Linked DNA regions of Pan troglodytes: region 1 is linked to region 2. The links are chromatin contacts, called in public Hi-C maps. All regions are on one chromosome and are shown on one strand. Each heading gives the region's core, a stretch centred on a gene start, on an enhancer-like site or on the middle of the called end of the contact. The rest is flanking DNA. Distances are from core to core; before and after follow the strand shown.

The links. Hi-C and Micro-C count contacts between places; a contact is called where the count stands out from the background.
Region 1: a Hi-C map of induced pluripotent stem cells shows a contact between it and region 2, with 2.0 times the contacts expected there. The contact joins two enhancer-like sites. A contact is called at or near these places in 2 of 7 Hi-C or Micro-C datasets (induced pluripotent stem cells and stem cell-derived neural progenitor cells).

What each region holds. Positions count from the first base shown.
Region 1 is chr5:109,987,649-109,991,474 of NHGRI_mPanTro3-v2.0_pri, reverse strand. All of the region lies in intron 3 of LOC134810342 (a long non-coding RNA gene), which reads right to left. Among named protein-coding and RNA genes, the nearest start is that of MMS22L, 770 kb to the right of the region's middle. Within about 2 kb of position 2,349, at least 5 of the 24 cell types and tissues checked have an H3K27ac peak or open chromatin away from gene starts, as enhancers often do. A contact at or near this core is called in induced pluripotent stem cells, where this site is marked.
Region 2 is chr5:109,653,148-109,657,421 of NHGRI_mPanTro3-v2.0_pri, reverse strand. LOC100609100 (a long non-coding RNA gene) reads right to left here. Exons shown (of 8, transcript XR_010158113.1): 7 at 689-806. Among named protein-coding and RNA genes, the nearest start is that of MMS22L, 430 kb to the right of the region's middle. Within about 2 kb of position 2,706, at least 1 of the 24 cell types and tissues checked has an H3K27ac peak or open chromatin away from gene starts, as enhancers often do. A contact at or near this core is called in induced pluripotent stem cells, where this site is marked.

The DNA of each region.
Region 1 (3,826 bases), core at 1,100-3,599, 330 kb before region 2:
ATGATTCTTGTCATGACTCTGGTCTGTGGGTCTCACTGTCCCTCAGCACACTATATTTTGTACAAGCCTATATTAGAGAAGTATGATACTGAAGATCCACCATCCACCACATCTGTCAGCATAGGGACAGAGTTTATCTGATAAACAAGTCATTTTTGGAAACTGCAGATGCTCCCACTGTGAAGTATTAAATGTGGCCCCGCTTAGATACATAGAATGGGGTTCCGGTTGACTGAACGCAGGCTGATAAGCTCTGAACAGCTCAGAATGCTGTTTGCCCACATACTAATGTTAAACAAAAGAACCGCAGACTGCAGAGAAAGGATGCGGGTCAGACCAGTAAATTGCTTAAACCCTTAGGCAGCCTTCTGAAAAGAAAAGGCATGAAAGAAGCTGATATGAGCTTTTATGCAGAATTGTTCTGTTTATTATCCCTGTTAAGGAAATGATGGCAAGTGTCTTGTTAAACTATATATTCCCAATAAGACAAGAGGACTGACTCTAAACAAGATGCAATATGCCACTGGTCATCACTTGATAAACCATACATATCTTCTATATTATTTCTACATTTAGAATGTAATGCGAAAGACAATAATTTAAGCTGTACTCATGAAAACCATAAAGGCTGTTAAATGTGTCTTAGTATTACACTACCTGATTTGTCACTGAGTATTCCAAGCTAATAACAATCCGTCATGGAAGAAATCTATTTTGTATAAAAATTTCACTATCTTCCATTAAAACTTTGTTAGTTTTCAAACGTGATGACTATATTTCAAATGAATTGCTGAGACAGCTTAATAATAAAATCAGAATGAAGTATATCATTGTGACAACATGTAAACTTACCCTGAATAGAGCAGGGATACAATTTTATTAGTAAAATTCTCCAGTGGATAACATGACAGTCAGTATTGAATCTCCCCTGTTGTTAGGGGTTGGAGCTGGGGGAAGGGAGAAAAAGATTCTTGAGTTTGCTAGACTTTCAATACTTTCCCTCAGGTCTGACCCCCTCAAGAAACAGCATCTTTTCTGAAAGCAGATTTTTCTTCCACTCAGCCCAGTCTCCTCTCCCTCCCCTCCTGCAGAGACACTCCCATTCTGATTCATGTTTTGGGACAAAGGAAATGAGGAAAAATCCCAAGGCTTAAAGAAAACCTGATGAGAGAACCCTAACAGATAAGCAATGGATTTCGTCCAAATCACAAAGCAAGAAAAGATTTGGCAATCAAAGGGCCACAAACATACAGAAGGAGAAAATAAAGCTATATGATGTAAAGACAGCATAAAGAAAAACACACACAGGCAATTGCACCAACAATAAAAAATTAAAAATTACCCCTTTGCTTAAAACTAGTATAACATGTCATTGAGTACTACTTTGACATTTTCCTGCGGCTTTTCTCAACAGGCAATAAATGAAAACAATCTTGAAACCATTCTGCTAAAGGCTCAGTGTAGGAGGCATGTCCATACTTTGTCATCAGATAATCTTACAATCAGGGTCAGCCTTAAAGAGTTTACACCAATAGGCGCAACAGGTTTTTAATAGGAAATACTCAACTCTGGTTCTAAACGTTTAAAAAACAAACAAACTGACAACCAAATAAAAAATTAAAGATACACACACACTAATATGAGTCTTCTGTATTATTAATATAATCAAGTTTTAGAGAAAATAAAGTTTGATAGTTCTGCTCTTAAAGAACATAAGAAACTGAGTACTAAATTAGTAACAAAGAGCCCCAACCAGCCAAGGGGAGCAGAAGGGAATTGATATGCCAATCCAGGCACATGGGACTGCTGATTGTGTGTACTCAGTCTGAATTAGTAGAGAGCTTAGCTAATCACAGACATCAAAGTGAAAGGCAAATGGACAGTAGTAAAAAACATTCCAGATTTAAAAATAAAACAAAACAAAAACAAAAGCAAGATTCTGACATGGTGACATTGCAACTCTAGTGAATGGTCCGAGGAGGGAGCTGTTGACACAAGTTCCTGGGTGGAGATAAAATGACACCATGCATCCACAGAAAAGAAGTAAAAGGGAAGAGAACTTAACTAAACAACATATTTGAAATGATTTGGCAGAAATAATGTTCATTTAAGCTACAAATCTCCACTCTCAGGGTATCACCTAACATAGATCCTTTCTACATGCTCCCTCTGGGTGTGGTCCAGAGCCAATGTGTCCAGAGCAGAGTCGACACATTCTTCAGATTACACAAATAAATTCACCCCAACAAAGAGGAAAGTGCTGAGAAAAGGCTAATAGGAAGTGAGTTAACCCCTGCAATGCTTGCCATATTGTTATGGTAAATATTTAGGATGGCCAACTCATTAGATAATAGATTCCAAGGACGCTCTCATCCTCAGGGCTACTCTGAGACCCATCTGAAAGGACAAGGCATGCAGGAGATGTATCCTTTTGCATAATGCCTGATTCCAGAATGCATAATGGGCACATCACTCCAAGTACTTTCCATTGCACACATTTTCCTTTATAGAAGTTTTGCAAAGTAAGCCTTTCTTTTTCTTCTTTTTCCTCGGTGATACGCATTGACAGCCTTCAGATGACGAACGTAGATGGTTATATCTGCAGGCTGCAAATTCTATCTGCTCAAGATTTATTCCCAAAGACCCTCACCTACCTAATCTGAAAGGTCCTTGCAGGGCACAGGGCTCACCACTGTGCCTAAAAGGTCAGCAGTGGCAGAAGGCAGGGCTGAGGTGGAGTGGGATCTTTGGAGCACTCTGTCCTCAGCAGCTTTCTGCCTTTTGCCTCAGCATTCCCTTGGGGAAGACCTACAGGAAGCATACACACACACACTCCCTGAGTATGAGAGCAGCACTGATAACATTTGTTCACAACAATGCAATATATCTTTTTTAAAAAATCAGACTTCCCCCTTTCCGCTTTCTTTCCTTTATACCCCCTGGCATGAGAGGGTGAAGAGTTAGCTCAAGGAGGAATATTACATAACTTGGTAAACTTTATTTTGGATGAATTAGTCTTAAAAAATAAAACTATTTTTTTTTAACAACACATATACATTTTCTTTCAGAAAACCTACCACAGAGGCTATTATGTGAAATCAAGGAATCGTTTTGAAAGCACAAATATTGAAATGAGAAAGGGATTCTTTTATTTTTAAATTATGTGAAACTTGCACACATATCCAGCTACTATCAGAAAGCATTTCACTTACAGGCCATAAGAATATGTATACCTTTTGGAAGTGTAAAAGATTCTTCTGAATTAACATTCACTAAAAGTAAAGAATATAAAAAATAGCAATACTAAAACTATGTTTTGACTCCATATATGCTTGAAATGGCAATAAAAAGTACAAATAGACCAGAGAATTTATTTTCCATGAAATTTTGGTAAAAACTTATGAAATGGTGAGGAATCGACTTGAGTCATTAAAGATTACCTTGACTTAAAATGCTCTGTTGCCTATAATATCCCACCTATCCTCATAACATACTTACAATGTGGAACATAATTTATTTTCTATATCAAAGTTTTTAAATACAGAAACTATGGTAAGAGAAGTCAGTGACCATTAATTAATGCTTTAATTAATTAATTAAAGATTTTTTTTTTTGTTTGGTGCATGTTTCTTAAATAGCTTTTTCTTTTGGCAGGGTAACTTCAGGCCTTGGGGTAAGTTCCAAAGTTTACTTTTGATGTATTTCCTAAAATTGGTTCTCAAAAACACATTTCCTAAAGTTGACTCTCAAAAACATGATGTCTAAATGTTATTCATCATACAACACTGAAGATTTACATGTTGATCCATTAAATGGTTTTCATTCT
Region 2 (4,274 bases), core at 1,457-3,956:
ACCCTCTACAACACAATATAATCTGCAGACCTATGAAGAACTAATTATGCATATAATAAGGTTGTAATTTCCCTCCAATATTATCACCAAGTTATCTTCACATTTTAAATGTTTCCTTATAAAATTTTCCATGGTATGTACATCATTTTTTTAAACTTATTTGCATTCAAAATTAAGGGTGCTTTTCTCAAACCTTTTCATTATTACAGTCTTATATAAATGGGAGGGCAATGTGATACTAAAAGGTCCAACAAAATAAGCATTATGAAAAAAAGTCTGTTGGGCAATGTTCTAACATCCACTTAATCCATAAAGACAAGTTCTCTCAGTATTGATGTAATATAGAATATATTCTAAGTTATGCAAGAACAAAAACTTCAAGCCTGAATGGCAACAACATTTCTATGTAATGAGTCTGTTTACACACACCAAATTTAAATATCTTGGGGTTTTTACTGGTGTCTTTTATAGATTAAATCAAACCCTAAGGATGTAATCAAATTAAAAGGATTAGTGTTCATTAATAAGATGGCAGTAATATTTCATCAAAAGTTTGCTAAGTCTCTCTCTGCAAAACCAATAGATAAAAGCAGGCAGTGCATAAAAGTGCCTGTCTACTGCATTAGAACATGACAAAAATAATATTTCTTAACATTGCCAAAGAACCATCTATTTCTGAAGATCATACCAGTTTCCATTGCATAGGCCAGTAAGGGTCATTAAACACCAATGGGTCTCTGAGTCCTTCTTCAGAGTCAATGACATTGTAGACTTCACTCGGGATCTCATTTTCCTCCACACAAGGTCTGCAGGGCAAAGAAGGCAAATGAACTATGAAAAACATAATCACTGCTTTTACTGTTGCTTTTTTTGTCATAAAAATTCCATTTATTTAAATTCCATTAAAAAGCACATTTGGCTGCCGAGAACATAAATATACACTTTTATTATACTTAGCATTTTTCATTTAAAAAAAATCTGTCATTTGTTTAGATAAAAATGTTAAAATATTTCCAAACTACCTGTTTCAGCTAACCACTTTCTATGTGTTTGTTGCATACAATAAATGCTGGGAAAACAAGTGATTTGGAATGTAATTCCAAAGCTATGTATATATTTCCCATTAGAAGTTATCTGCTTACACTGATCATTATCCTTACTATGTCATGTGCATTCCACTTATGACTTCTCCCAACATACATCTCTTAGAAGAGTGATTTAAATTACTTGAGCTGTAGTGGAAAACATTTTTTAAAAATCTCATTTTTCTAATTGCTCTGATGTATTTAATAAATCATTAACTGAGAAAGTGACAGCACTAGGAATTCAGGGAAGCTTTTTAACACAATGTTCTCCTAAAGACAAAACTGTAATTCAGATAGTCACATCTGCTTTGCATCTTAGGGGATTACCAAAACCAAGTATTGGAGAAAATAATCAAGCAATGACATTAATGACATATCTGTCTTAGAAATACACGTAAACTTAGTAAAATGACAGGTGAGATAAACACTACCAAATAGTAGAAAAATTCTTATTTGTAAGTATACACAAAGCTTATAAACTAAGAGTATAAATTTATCAAGAATAGGAATTATATCTAATTTTGATATAACTCTAGACCTGTGCCAATAGGTTATTTGGGAATTATTTGCTGATTTGCTTCTAGAATCTCTCAATGAAACAGCCAAGTAGAAGCATTTGCATAAGAAGACGTGTTCAGAAATGTTCTCTACAGCATCATTTGCAAAAATGAAAAGCTGGAAACAAATTAAATCGCCATTAATATGAAATTGTTTAAATCATTTTATATTCACACAGTAAAATGTTATTTAGCAGCAACAGTAAATAAATGTGATCTACAGGTATCAACTGAATACATTTCAATCAGTTCAAAAATTGTAAGCAGAGTGCAGAAGGCTATGTACAGTATGATATCATTTATATAAAGTTTTAAATCATCCCAAAACAATTTTATACATCCTTTTAAAATGATACGTATTTAGGATACAAATCTAAGCACACATAGGAAAGCCTCTGAAAAAGGCAGGGAAGAGAATCGTTCTAGGAAGGGGTATAGAGGAATTCAACTCTAGTAATGTAGTCCTTTAAAAAACTTGGAGCATTTACGACAAAATTATAAATCTAACAAATCTAGATGGTACGTACGTGCTATTCATTATATGTGTCTATTTTCTACGCATATTTGTACATAAGTGTATCTACAAGCATTTATGTATATATTTTCTGTAGACTTGTAGTATGTTATAATGACAAAACACACATACACAAACAAAACCAGTGAGGCCTAGTTGTTATAAGATGGTCTGTGCACATTGGTCCTACAGTGTTTACTTCTTCACAGCAGGGTGGAACCACTAGCTCCAAAGCCCACTGGCAACAAATGCACATTTTTACACATCCATTTGTTTCAAATGTAGTCCAAGTAAGTAGATTTTTGGCCATTTAGAGCCTGCCTGCTTTGCGCAATCCCACAAAACTGCACCTAACATCTGCTAACTGTAGATAAGATAAACCCTGGGTCTGTAACAGACCCCAAGCTTCTGCTGCCCTTAAAAGCTTTCCCACCCAGAGTCTCTCCATCATGCTGCTGAGCAACATCCTCTAGACTGACGCCTCCTTCTCCAAACCTCCTCTTCCCAAGAGTTCCTTTTGCCTCCCTCTCCTTTAGCTTGGTGGCCCCCTAATTATTGCCTTTGGGAAGGCGTCCTGCAATAAGGGACCTCCCCCATTTACAAAACTACCAAAGCACCACCCAAGTAATGCTTGCTGTGTGCTACTGCCACCTCATGGTCACATCTTTAAGAAAAGGACCATTATTTCTCCAAAAATGACTATTACTTGTGAGTTTTCAGAAAAAATGCCAGAATAAAACTTTTAGATGGCCACATAAAGGAATGACAGATCATCCAAGAAGAAGGTAGCATGGTATTCACAGAGGTGGCTGGAAAGCCCCAACCTGCCCTTGGTGCTGTGAAGCCCAACGCCCTCTATCACTGCAAGAACACACTGTCAAGATCATAGGGACAGCATGTGAAATGTGTACAATACAAAATCAAGTAGGAGAGGAGAAAAGGAAGCTTTATCAAATAATTTAATTTCAAAATACTAAAGCAATGAAAATAAAAATGGAATAAAAGAAAGCATAAAGCAATTCAAGTAATATAAGTTAATAAAATCGAAGAGAATTGTTAAAATATGGAATGAAAAATACGCATAGAAAAATATGGTTATCATGATCCAATTGTATATTTCACATGTATGTTCATCTACATTCATGGAAGAATACTTAATAAAATGTGAAAATGAAACTGGGATCAAGAACATTTCCTTATGGTTTTCTGTACTATTTGAATTTTTTTTTACCAACAGCATGTACAACTTTTATGTTTAAAAAATATTTTAAAGACAAAACAAATATCAAAATATTTCAGATTTTCAATGTAATTTGGGAATCTAAATTTTTAAATAAAATTTCCAGTTTATGAAAATACATTTGTAGTCAATAAAATATTAGAAGGCTATATTTGTCCCAATGTCACAAATTTTGACCTCTGCTCTATATCCTCACAATTCTTCCACATATCATTGGAATACAGAAGACTGGGAATGTTATATCTTGCGTTACATCTTACAACAGATAAGAAGGGAGTAATTATTTCAGAGAAGTAGATTTCAATGTAAATACTTATATCTTCATTTTTGTGTCCCATTCAGTTACATTCTTAGGACTGTCTTCGAGAGAGTATCTAAATATTTTGTGAACCTACACTGCTTAACTTTTCAGGAAATTTTTCTTTGTTGTTAGGTACCAGCTCATTTGCTTAGTGCAAAATTTTCATATCCTTCTCCATAACTGATTCCTGAACACGTCGACCTGCACTAAGTTTATGTAGGTGATCCTGAGACACAATCAACAACAGGTGCTTTCCTCATCTTGCACATCCCTGAAGAGCACCTGCTGTCTTCAGAAACGATTTAAGTGACCCAGGCTTACAGCATCCCATTGGAACGATTATGGTTCTTATAACTGAAGAAAATTGTATGAAAGCTACATCTTCTCTGTTGGATTCAAATTCACAGAACTGCATAGCAGAGATGCAGAGCTCTAAATAGGATGTCTTATAGGAAAATGCCAAACTGGCTCCAAGTGATGATTCCTTTTCAATTTTTGAAAATGGTAATGTTAACCATTGCATCATTACCTATTATCCTTCTGCTAGATGTTTTATAGAAAAGCTATACTTTGGAAA